2 separate regions of the Triticum aestivum genome follow, and region 1 is linked to region 2. Evidence: chromatin contacts called from public Hi-C data. All regions are on one chromosome and are shown on one strand. Each heading gives the region's core, a stretch centred on a gene start, on an enhancer-like site or on the middle of the called end of the contact. The rest is flanking DNA. Distances are from core to core; before and after follow the strand shown.

Evidence for each region. A called contact is a pair of places that touch in the nucleus more often than the background predicts.
Region 1: a Hi-C map of leaf shows a contact between it and region 2, with 6 times the contacts expected there. The contact joins the promoter of LOC123044759 here to the promoter of LOC123044758 in region 2. A contact is called at or near these places in 2 of 5 Hi-C or Micro-C datasets (both in leaf).

The regions. Positions count from the first base shown.
Region 1 is chr2B:286,665,470-286,672,087 of IWGSC CS RefSeq v2.1, reverse strand. It overlaps LOC123044759 (ATP synthase subunit delta', mitochondrial), which reads left to right and starts at 4,490. Exons shown (of 2, transcript XM_044467647.1): 1 at 4,490-4,946. The coding sequence starts at 4,671. It also overlaps the pseudogene LOC123039198.
Region 2 is chr2B:285,988,392-285,995,134 of IWGSC CS RefSeq v2.1, reverse strand. It overlaps LOC123044758 (zeta-carotene desaturase, chloroplastic/chromoplastic), which reads left to right and starts at 3,740. Exons shown (of 14, transcript XM_044467646.1): 1 at 3,740-4,056; 2 at 5,343-5,467; 3 at 5,568-5,702; 4 at 6,023-6,095; 5 at 6,391-6,464. The coding sequence starts at 3,921.

The DNA.
Region 1 (6,618 bases), core at 3,241-5,740, 680 kb before region 2:
GGCCCCATTGGATTGAAGCCGGAGGATGAAGTAACTTGTTGCCATACCTCCATTGCACATACTCTTGGGGATAGATAATGAGATTGTGGTGTTGTCGTTCTTTCATTATCGATATTAAGGTTAGTCCAAAGTGATATGCTTAATGTGTCACCATTTCTAGCGGAAAATGATGTGTGCTTGAGGTCGAGCACATGTCAAGTGAGGTGGAACAAAGACATAGACAGATTTGGAGTTAGGTGTCATCACAAATTCACTATTGCCAGATATGTGGACTTGTTAGCTATTGCGAAATGCTCTCTGTCCCTAGCGGACACCTCGATATAGGACTTAGCGGACAGAGGGAAAGCCGAGTAGGAAGAACAAGTCCTCTTCCAAGGTGAAAATGGAAGCCCGTATGTTTGATTGTTCCCAATGTGTACCGATCAAATATTCAAATGTATAACATCATTTTGATCAATGTCTCCTACATTATTTCGTTGTCCCCTAGCATTGCACTCATGCCTTCTTTTTGATTCCGTAGCGTAGCACGGGCATCTTACTAGTTACATCAGAAGTCTTTTCGACTCTCGAGTTGCTTGTGTAGAGCAATGTGTGCCACCACCAAGTCCCGAACTAAATGCCCCATAGGCCATTGGATTACGGAAACCTTATCGCCAGGCTTCATTAGTTTCTATGTTAGATGCTTTTCTCATTTGCTTGTTTTCCGCATGAATCATACAAATTGGATGCAGAAATACATAAGTTTTGAATCATTATACTTAAATTGCTCCAATAGCCATCTTAGACGGAATGCACCCTCATGGCTCGACTATAAATACTTATCAGTATATCAGTGGCTTAAGGTGTAAAAACATCTGGGAAAATTAATTTTGTTTCTGGAAACAGCCTCTTGCAGAAATGTAGGGAAAGGCTGCGTACTATAGAATCAAAGCGGTCGGACCCTTGCCCGGACCCTGCGCAAGCGGGAGCTACGTGCACCGGGCTGCCCTTTTTTTTATACTGCTCTGCTTTGAAGAAGCTCTTGTTCTCTCTTTAAGTATGATTCCACTCACAAATTCTTGGGTTAGTATATTGTTTCCTTAGACATATCTATACTCCTTTATAGTGCACGAGTAGGTTTTGGTATTAGCCGTCAGATATGCTACATCGGATGGTTGGTAAGTGGCAAATCTGTGAGCTGCTGCCTGCTAGTCGTAGATTAAAGTCCATCCAACGGTTCAAGTCGCCTGGATTCACAGCTACAGTATACCTCATCCAACTGTCCTGCCATCCAACCTGATGAGGCAATGACAAACGGGGCAACAGGTAGCTACTGTGAACAAGTTACATCAGTATGTTTTAAGCTCTTTTTCTAGACAACTCATGTGGACACCAGATAAGATAGGAAGAATAGAAAGGTCAAGATTCACGAGAGAGTTCTAGAAAGATGAGATAATGTGGTCTGGATAAAGATAATGCGGTATAGTTACCAAAACATAGTTTTTTCAATTGTGCTATATTACTTAGTAAGATGCTCCTAATAATCATGGAACTTAAACCAACCCGTTGCACTTTTCTCTTACAAAATTCATAAGAGTAGTTTTCTCTACGTGCTTTGCACGTACCATGTCCTAGTAATGCTATAGCCTAGAAGTTGAGAGCATAATGCAAAATTGTTGGCTTAATACTTATATCTGTCTTTGGAATTGTACTTAGAGGTATGATGCAGATCATATCTACCTGTCTCCTAATTGCTATGGTGTATTCCAGGTCTGTTGAGTTATTCCAATTCTGCTTTCAGTAGCACTTTATATTGTTAGTTAGCTAAAGTTGTTGCTAGCTATGTTTTTGTAGTTGCTCCAATGTATATATTTTCTGCATGCGTGTTGTATTTGCGTCATCTATGTTAGCTTAGGAGATATGCTGCTGCTTTTCTATTTTGTTGTTTTTCTAGTAGCCTAGTTTGTACAGGTTTTTCCCCCCTTAGCCTGGTTTTTGTTTCTGTCGGTCGGAGGCCGCCTTTGGTGGGATCTACTGCTGCGCCTTCTTTGTCATTTTCTTTTAATAAATATTGACCTGCATTTAGGTGCGTGTTTGAGAGAGAATCAGTTTGTGAACAAGTGCATTGATGCTTCCATGCTCTTCACGTTGCAGGGGAGTCTAAATCTGACAGTGAAGCATCAGATGTTAGTGGCTCTGATGGAGAAGACACCTCTTGGATTTCATGGTATTGCAACCTAAGAGGGAATGCGTTCTTCTGTGAAATCGATGATGATTACATTCAAGATGACTTCAATGTTGTGGGCTTAGCAGTCAAGTTCCATATTATGATTATGTTCTTGATCTCATTTTAGATATCGAGTCTTCTCATGGTAATTGTTCTCAATATTTACTCATTTAAATGGAACCACCCGACGGGTGTATGTTAACAAGAAATGTTAGATGCATTTCTGCATTTGATATGATGCAAATGTGTTGTCCCTATACAGTTATTTGACTCATTTAACGTCACTAGTTTGGATGCTCAAAGCCTTTACTAGTAGTGATGCTAACACTTACTGGTTGCTTGGGCTCTGTTTCTAAGTACTCCCTTCGTCCCGAATTAGTTGTCTTAGATTTGTCTAGATATGTGTTAGATACATCCGTATCTAGACAAATCTAAGACAAGTAATTTGGGACGGAGGTAATACATTTTTGGTGTTACAGATTTTTTTTTAGTTTCCCAATGCCCTTGAATTTGTTTCTTTACTAGTTAAACGCTGAAGTAAAAGGTGCCATATCAATTACTGTAAGCATAAATGGAAGGTTTTATCTGCCACACTAAATAACATCAATCCTTTGCATGGGCTTTGGTTGGTTGATTTCGTGCAATATATGGCTCTCACTTGTCCATGGCATGGTATTGTGCATGTTTCCTTTTACATTGCCTACTGCTATTGCTGATGTTCTTGATTATTTGAATATGTAGGTGATATTTTCACAGAAGAACAAAATGAGCTAGTGGAATCAGCTGCTGAGATGTTGTATGGGCTATTTCATGCGCGATACATTCTTACCGGTAAAGGGTTGGCTGCTATGGTAACTGTTATGCTAACCTTGCTTTGCTAGTACTTGCCCATATTTGTTTCCGAAAGGCTGAAATTCGCTCATGTCGGTGAAGTTTAATTTGTAGTAAGTGGTAACTTTTATTCCTTACTTTTGGCAGCTGGAGAAATACAAGAACTATGACTTTGGACGATGTCCACGGGTTTATTGCTGTGGCCAACCATGTCTACCAGTTGGACAATCGGATATTCACTGATCTAGTACAGTGAAGATATACTGTCCCAAGTGCGAAGACATCTACTATCCACGGTCTAAATACCAAGGCAGTATCCTAATCACTCTCTTATTATACTGTCTCAAATTGGTGTGTTTTTCTCGTGGGGAAAAAAGAGTGTCATCTACAAAGAAATATTTACATATCTGCATCACGGGGATATCATAATTGAAGAAAATTGCTATTTTGTTGTTATATTTTGCTGTTTTGTTGACCATGTCCAGATATTTTGCTGTTTCCTCACCTGTTTCTGATGACATACGATCATCTCAAGCCCCAGAAGCCCTCGCAGCGCTATGTTCCTCACGTATTTGGCTTCAAGCTCCACAAGCCATTATGCGGAGGTGAAGGAAAAGATAAGAGGCCCCGGAAGACTACTGTAAGAGTGCAATCGCCGGATCATGCTGCCCACCCATATTGTGTGCCCTGTCTGGTCTATTCAACATTGAAATGTTGGTATAAAAGAAGACATGAGACGATGTTGTAACTTAATTCCAGCTCTACTGGCTAGTAAATCTGGACCTCTGTTTCCAAAACCACCCGCTATCGAGAAATCAAAGTTATGGTCGACAATATCATGCCAGTTATCGTTTAGATATTTCTTCCGCAAATCTGATCGCTATGATACGCCAACTTGGAAGAAATGGATTAGAAAATTAAATCAGCTAGGCAACTCTTTGTTTATTTAATTTAAAAACTATTCATTCATTTTATGACACGTCAAAATTTGATGTCATATGAATTGTGGGACCCTCTAGAAGCCCCTTCAAATATAAGCGTAGAGCTTGTCTAAAAAAAAGCGTAGAGCTGCTTATGTGAGCTATCACGATAGCTCCAATTCCCCTGCCGGAAAACCTAGTTTTTTTTTATCTCCTCCGGCAGTTGTTACCCGTCGAGAGTCTCGCTGGCTGATTTTCTCCTGTGATCTTCCTCCACCCATCGTGTGTCTCCCTCCTTTGCTTCTCTTGGGTGGCCCGGGGTCTCGAACCATGGCGGATGAAGAGGAAGAAGCATGATGCGATCTGGAAATAAGGATGTTGAGGACTTTGGAAAGATTGGATTTGCATTTCATTGAGATTTGCGTTTTTTTTTGAGACAATCATTGAGATTTTTTTTTTTGAGATCTGACAATCATTGAGATTTGCGTGAAACAGAAGGCCACCAAAATATATGTACGCAATTACCAGGCGCCCGGCCCGGCCGGGTCCAGCCCAAACAGCCCAACCCAAACGCAACAACGCCTTCAGTGTCGCCACTCCTCTTAGCGTCGCCTTCTCCAAATCGCCGAAACCCCAATTCATTCAGCACCCACTCATCTGCAGGTCGCACACATCCATCCCGTACCTGTCCGACGAGGGAGGAGAAAAAAAAAATGCTGCGCCACGCCGCCCGCCGCCTCGCGTCCCGCGCCGCCGCTGCCGGCAGCGGCTCCATGAGCCGCAGGGCCCTCGCGACGGCGCAGGCGCCCGCGGAGGCGGGCGAGGACCCCGCCTTCCTGGAGGCGTGGAAGAAGGTGACCACAATCATCGAGCCCCCCCAGACGCCCATGTCGGCCATGAAGCCCCGCCCGCCCACGCCGGCCTCCATTCCCTCCAAGCTCACCGTCAACTTCGTCCTCCCCTACAAGTCCGAGATCACCAACAAGGAGGTATATCGTCGTAACCTCCCCCGTCGTCCCACCTCCCGATCTCAGATCTGTGCGTGTGCGTCTAGGGTTCCGACCGTTCGCACGATCTTTCGGCCGTTTTTCTTTTTTCGGTCGGAGATTAGGGACGTGTGAGAGGGGCCTTTGTGATCTGGTTCATCCCGCGGGATGGGTGGAATCCTAGGGGCGATTTGGTTAGGAACCCCGAATGTCCCTTGTATGGTCTTGTCATGGGATGCTTTTGATCATGTCATTGTTCTGGTGGAATGGTTGTGCTGGGTCGCTTGTTGCGCTTTGATCCTGTGCATGGGTGCGCTTCAGTTTTGTAGTCTGCGTGAGATTGTTGGATTATATCAGTTAATCTGATGTCTCTGTGGGTAAGCCTGATCATTCCAAACCTCACCTTTTTGGAGTGCCATGCACCAGATGGCTTATATGTTGATTGACTGTACTGAGTAGAACATGTGTCCTCCTAATGGTTATTGCCGTCCACAAGGAACTGCAGTTTTCACTTGGGGCTGTGGATGCTTTAATTGTAAGCACTTTAGATTTCTGCTAGCATCTTCAGGCCATTAAATTCTTAGTGGCGTCCTAGTAGACTTCTATGATTTTTTTTTTCAATTTGTACCGTGAGGATTGTGACATGCCTCCTTGTGGGTATCCTTGTATGTTTTTCTTCTCCCAAGCTTCTAGCCCAGTGCCTAGATTAAGTATTAGTCCGATAAAACGATTTTTCTTTCATATTTTGCATTTAGAGGCTGTTCCGATTGACGCCCCAGGCTGCCAAGCCAAAATATTGGCGTTGACCGGGTACATGGGAACCGTTTGTATCGAAGCCAATTCTTTGGCGTGCCCTGACTACCTCCAGCTTTCTAGTTCATTTTTTTGCCAACTACTGGCCAGGGCGTGGGCGGCAGAAAGCAGCGCCAGTATTTTGGCTTGCCCATGCATTGGCAGGGTTAGCATAGGCAATATCCAAACAGCCCCTTAGTGCTCTGTTTGCTTTCTGGTTTGTTCCTTTGTTGTGATATGGTTCATTATTCTTATTTTTTAGCTGTAGTTCGGAGCCTTGTTAGTGGATTTAGGACAATAGGGCTACATTTATATGAGTTGTGAACTTCTGATCACATGATATGGTGCACCGTTGCTACAGTAGTTGGAACAATATTAATGTTTAACGACATTTGCCCTCGCTGACATTAACTAATTATACCTGTTGTCAATTTTCTTGATTGAGATAACCTTCATTCACTTACTGCACTGTTTTGCACAAACAGTCTTTGTGTCTGGAACAATCATAACATTCTCCCATGATATATTTTCTTGACCTTTTGTGGTAGCAATGCCCCAGTACAGTTTCCAATTTAGCTATGAATGTTTCTGTATTATTCTTAGTGTATCAAAGACATGTCATGAGTTGCTTAAATACTACTCCCTCCGATCTTGTATAAATGTTGTGGGAAAACAACTGAGCCAGTTACTACTCATAGTATAACTTCCGAATGTTTTGGGATCAGAGGGAGTAGCATCTTTTATTGCGATGAGTGGGTTTCTTGAACTGGGAGTAGAACATGCTCAAATCTGTGTCAAATCATGATATGAATAATTAAATTATTAGACGGCCAGAAGGTGAATTGATGGTCTGATGTGCCAAGCGTTTCTTAAACTTAATCTA
Region 2 (6,743 bases), core at 2,491-4,990:
GAGGAAGTGGGGAGTGGGGCGAGGGAGGTTAGGGTTTGGGAGGATAAAAGGGGGTGAGGGGGGCGGTTGGGCCAACTGGGCTGGCCGACCGGTAGTTGGGCCGGTCCGGGGCGCTCTGGGGGTTTCCCATTTTTTTTGTTTCTGTTTTGTTTTTCTTTCACTTTTTATTTGTATTTCTTTCCGTTTTTGCTCATTTTAAACATATAGGCCTTATATAGAAACGTGGTTTCTTCATGACAAATAGTTAGGAAATATTTTCAACACATCGAACATTTTAGTTTTGACTTTTGAAAACTTTAATTGTTTTAACTTTAATTTGAATTTGAATTTTGAATCTGTTTCGAACTAACGCGAGAATATCAACAGTAACTAAGGTGACGTGACATCGTTAATGTGGGATTACTGTAGCCTAATTAACCGGGCGTCACACAAATAGACAAATGTATATAAGTATCACATAACCGCTGGACACTCTGCACTTTGTCAAATAATACTGGAGCAGAGCAGCAAGTGAGGAACAGGGATAGTGTATAATTAGACAACGACAATTGCATGTTTACTGCATTTTTACCAAAATAATCTGACACAATAACCAGTTGCACTTTGATTAATTGGAAGAAGTGCGGATTCAAACATAATACTAATACTTTCAGGAAACAAAACATTATGGTTGAAAGTAGTACATCACCTTCGAACCCAACTGAGCATGCATTCATCCGGGATTAGAGAGAACATTATAAATGGAAATAAATTCTAAAATTCGATGAAGAATTGGGGGAAGAGGAGGAAAAACTTCACAACGGGGAAGACAAAATAGAGACTTATGCGACAACCATGACTGCCAGAGAAGATGTTCCCGAAGGAAGGGTAGGAGGAGTGGGGAAGAAGGAACCGGACTATGGAGATTACACAGATGGCGAGGAATAAAGGAGGGTCATGAATCGGCATGGTAACTGAAATGTTGTTATTGGCCGACGGCAAATTGCGCACATCGATTGCCATTAATGGCCTTAATCGGCGGCAAGGATTCCAATCGACAGCCAACAGTTTGCTAGCCCCCGCCACCAATAGCATTGCACGGCAAGGTGATCATGTCGCTTCCATCCATTGGACCGCATGGGCGATCTCCATGAGAGCCACCCCGGCCCTGTCCGTCCGCCCAACACAACACATCGGCCCGCACATGGGCTCACACGAGAGGGCTTGGGGGTTAGCCCGTTAGGCCCAATTAAATAACAGTTGCTCGATATTGTTACCGGAGCAGCAACCCATGACGTGGGGAGCGGTCCATGCGGAATTGGAAGGCCATCCAACAGCCAGAAATGCTCATTTCCGTATATCTAACGGCTCAAAAAGCAAGCGACATGAGAGGGCTGGAATAGTGCGGGTTGTAATGTATCTAAGAGCATCTCCAACAACCGCCCAACGCGCGGGGCGCTAAAATCTGGTTTGTGACGCGCCCATCGTCAGGTTTGGCACAGCGCACAACGCTGGCTCCAGCAGCCGCGCTAAAATGAGCGCGCGCGAGCAGCCGATGCATACATTTGATGCATTTTGGACACAACACATCCACAAAACAAACACATGGAATATAATTTAAATCGCAAACATCATTCAACCAAGTTTAAAATAAATAGTTTAATCTATTATTACAATTCAAACAAATAGTATCTTTCATGAAATACAACAAATAGTTCAACAATACAACATCAAACACACAAATCATGATACTCTTTGGCGGTCATTTCAAGCCCACCACTCCTCAATGAGATCCTTTTTTAGTTCACTATGCACTGTCGGACGTCGAATGGAATGATAGGAGGCAACAAAACGGGCCACCCTTTAGGCCCTCCGCCGCACTCATACGGGATGTCCCAAGAGCTCATAGTGAGAGTAGTCTATATCTTGGCCACACTCATTGTCGATGATCATGTTGTGCATGATCACACAAGCGTGCATTATGTACCAAAGCATCTTTTGATCCCCAAATCTAGCTGGTCCTCTCACAATCGAAACTGATTCATGCACGATCCTTGTGGCCGATGTATGCACGACAAGGAAATCGAGCGGCAGATGTCCCGATGCATGCACGCATGTCCGGCTGGATTTAGTTTATCGTGCATGAGTCGTCTGAATTTGTCGTGTGTATAGCACGGCTCTCTCACAATAGCAAATTGGGCTTGCAAAATCCAAAAAGCTCTCTCCACATCTTTTCTAGCCGCCGAACATTGTGGAAATCAAGACATTTCTTACCTTTCGGTTTTTTCAACGGCTTCACAAATGTTTGCCACTTTGGGTAGATGCCATCCGCAAGATAGTAGCCATAGTTGTATGTACGACCATTAGTTACAAACTGCACCGGTGGCAGTTCACCATTTGCAATCTTACTCATTAGTGGTGACCGGTTGACAACGTTGATGTCATTCAAAGATCCAGGCATTCCAAAAAAGCATGCCAAATCCAAGTCTCTTGATCGGCCACCGCTTCAAGGATTATAGTGGAACCCTTTTTTTTGTCCATGGAATTGGCCATGCCATGCCTTTGGACAATTCTTCCAACTCCAATGCATGCAATCTATTGAGCCAAACATACATGGGAACCCTCGAGCCTTGTTCATCACTAATAGCCTTGCTACGTCTTCAGCATTGGGAGTTCTCAAGTACTCCGGGCCAAACACTTGCACAATTCCGACTGCGAAGCGCTTGACACACATGATGGCTTGGCTCTCACCCATGGCCAAGTGATCATCAACTAGATCAGCGGGGATACCATATGCCAACATACGCAAAGCGTCTGTCACCTTCTGAAAGGTGCTATGCCCGAGCTCTCCGGCGGCATTCCTCCTCTGCTGAAAAAACCCGGTCATGGCTCGCTAGTTTCTCTGCAATGCGCCTGAACAACTCGGTGCTCATCCTAAACCGACGACGAAAGTACGACTCGGTGTATGCGGGATTCTTCATAAAATAGTGCCTCATCAATCTGTTGTGGGCATCAATCATATCCCTCCAAATTTTCTGCCGGCCCATAACCGGACCACCGTGCTTCGGTTTTTTATTGATGTGCATAACTAGGATCATTGCAAGATCCTCCTCCTCTTCCATATCAAATTCTTCTTAAGAATCATATGACGAACTCATCTAAAATATTCAAAACTAGGCTATAAACAACATGCACCAAATTTCATGTAAAAATGTGCAAGTTGGAAGCAATACATACCTTGCGGGCCTTTTGTCAAACACCTTGCGGGCGCCAAGCGGCGGTGGGTGGCCAGGCGCTGTTCGTCGTAGGACTGCTGCGCACGACGGGCGGCGCTGACTAGAGAAAGAGGGAGGAAGTCGCGGCCCGCGGGAAGAGACCGGGGAAGCGCCGGAACGGTCGCCAGAAAAATGGGATGACGCGGCGGCGGCGGCGGCGCGGCTGGATGGGTAGGTGGAGTTGCGCTGGAGCGCTCGAGAGTATAGCGCGCGGGAGCGGGCGCAGCAAATAAGCGGCGCGCGATGGCGTTTTCGCCCGCGCGCTGAACATATGCCGCACGCGATTTTTATGCGTCCGCTGGAGCGTCCGGAATAATAACGGGTGTTAAAAGCACTACTTTTTCAACCCAGCGCGTACATAGCGCGGCTGTTGAAGATGTTCTGAATAAGCATCACTTTTGGATCGGCAAACAATAATCCACTCAAACCGCACCGGTGGATGATGGTGGCACGTGCACGAGGCTGTGGCCACACGACAAATCCCCAACTCGACGGCATCTTCGCCTTCCAAACAAATTTGTGCTTTCCCTTCCCATCTTCATCGGTTCCTCCTCTCCGCGCTCACACAATTTATACTATTCCTCGCCCAGTGGCTCCATCTTCCCGGCTTCGTCCCTCACTGCTCCTCGTGTTTTGTACTGCTTTTGCGTCGACGAGGCCACGGCCATGGCCGCCACGTCGTGCACGCTAGTCTCGGCCCTCGTAGTCGGCCGGCGCCGCGGGCCGTCCTGCCAGCGCGCGGCGGCCGGCGGTGTGGTTCGATGCTCGCTCGACAGAAAGGTCTCCGACATGGCCATCAACGGTGAGGACGTCTCTTTGAGTATCTAATCCCTGTTTTGGTATCGGAATGGCACAGATAAGGCGAATTAGTTCATCCTTGTGAACTTTGAGCGCAGTAAAGTTTTTTGGACCATCAGGAGGGCAGGGGCTCTGAATTTCCTTAGTGACTGGATCGGGGAAAGGGGCAGCTCCAGAGGGGTGATCGAGCTGAGTCCAGGTCTCCTTGGAGGTGGTGCTGGTGCCGAGATAACTTCATCTATCCGAGAGGCACCTCCCAGTGATAGTTTGGTAAGTAGTGCTTGACTGAAAACACCCTCAGTGTTTCTGTCAGCATATCTTACTTCCACTGTCAGCTGGAAGGGGGCCTTGAGGATAAAAGAGATCATCTGAGCAAAGTCCTCCATATTCAACAGAGGCCCCTCCTTGACAAGAATCATCCAATTTTTTGTCTTCACCAGAATAAGCCACCATATCTGTTTCATGTCGATCCATAGAGCATTATCAAAGACATGGGAATTTCTATATTTCCATATGCTCCATAATACACAGACACAAACAGAGTTCAGGGTGATATGGTCCTTATGTTAGTAATTCACAAGAAAAGAAACTGGAAATGTACCTCCAAATCTGTTTTACCACAGTACAATCAAAAAAATAAATGCTTAATAGATTCTTGCTATGCACAAAGAACACATTCTGGAGGTTTTTCAATCCCTCTCTTGCTAAGATTATTGTTAGTCATATGTTTGTTGTGGGAGAGGAGCCACATGAAGATTTGAACCCTCGGAGGAACAACAATGGACCAAATAGAGGGAATAAAGATAGGCTAGATCCCTCTAAAGTAGATGATGCTATATAATGATCCAGTGGTGTACTCCCCTTTAAATTCATACTGCCAAATCAGTGAGTCCCCACAGCACCGTAATTTTTGGGCGGAGTTGTGGATGGAATCGAGAATTGGGACTTGTCTGGCACCTAAATATTTGAATTCCTTCTGTATGTCGTTAGTTCCTCTTGGGTTCAATAGCTTTGACCCGGAGTGCCATATCCACTAAGGAACTTATTGGAGAACTGGTGTAGCCGAGGAATGAGTTAATTAAATCGTTATGAGCTTTTACACAGCCTAATTTGGTCAGAGTTGTGGCTGCAATCGGGTATTAGCTAATCCTATATTGCTGAATTCATGGATCAGTTGTATGCAGACCATGTGTTTTTAGTTGGTCCCATTTTGGTTCTCAACAACCTTACCCTAGTGCCAGACTGGAAGAAATCTTGATTTGCGTATTTTGCCTTTTCTGTCTGCCGCAGCACCGAAAGGACTGTTCCCACCGGAGCCTGAGCACTACAGGGGCCCGAAGCTCAAGGTCGCCATCATAGGTGCCGGCCTCGCCGGCATGTCCACCGCAGTAGAGCTCTTGGACCAGGGACATGAGGTTTGCTGATTTGCTGCCTTCAGCAATGCGAAATCGTGTTCCTCCAGGAAAAGCTGTGTCATTGTAACACTGCCAAAAATTGGTGTCTTGACTTTTGCAGGTTGATCTGTATGACTCCCGAACTTTTATTGGCGGCAAGGTTGGTTCTTTTGTCGACAAGCAAGGGAACCATATCGAGATGGGGCTGCATGTCTTCTTTGGTTGTTACAGCAATCTTTTCCGCCTCATGAAGAAGGTACTGTTTTTTTACTCTTGGATTGTTGGAGAAACAACCAGTGTGGAGTGTGTTTTTACTATTGACTACCTTGAGTAGCTATGGAGATTCCTTGCCAAAAAAAGCAGCTATGGACATGATTGAGATATTATAACCTGAAAAGTTTGGAATTGGGTTTGTATACTTCAGAGTTGAATAAATTTAGCCTATCGCATGGAGAATCCTTTTGTCTGTATGAAGCATGTAAATTTTGTTGTGCGGCTGTGTGATTGGTACATGTGCAATATTGTCCTCACTTAACAGTATTAATTGTTGGTGAAATTTGATATTTTGTATTTCAGGTTGGGGCTGATAATAATCTACTAGTCAAGGAACATACCCATACTTTTGTAAATAAAGGGGGCATTGTTGGTGGTAAGTTCATTTATCATATACTGAAGTACCTAACTATCGTAGGAGGAAACATGGTCTTAGGCTGTAATGTTAAACTCATTCTTGATTACTTTCGAGTTTTTGTAATATAATTGAAAACTATAATGTTCCAATTTGTTGTAGTATAGTTGAAGTTAAATGCAAATGCTGTATGTTTTTCTAGCTTTGTGCCATATTGTGTACTTTATTGGCCAAACCAGCTGAACTCATATTTGCTATGCATATTCACATTTACTTAATTTTTGGAGGTTTTCATAGCGCTCGCTTTTCTGTGTAGAACTTGATTTTCGGTTCCCTGTGGGCGCTCCATTACATGGTATCCAAGCATTTCTAAGAACCAATCAACTCAAGGTAATCAGTTCAGAATTTCATTTGCTACTACCACACAGAACAATAAAATCATATGAAGTAATTTGGCTTTGCAATTTGTTTCTCTTACAGTTTGTAATTACACATTGCAACTTATTGTAACATTTTTGCCTTGCACTTTATTAATATCATGCCCATGATTCTTGCAGTATCTCTCTATTTGAATCTGCAACTTAACTGTAGTTTTGTATGTTATTCCCTCTGAACATCTTCTGAAGTTCATCTGAAAGCATATCTTTTCAGCCCATGCCACAATTTTGT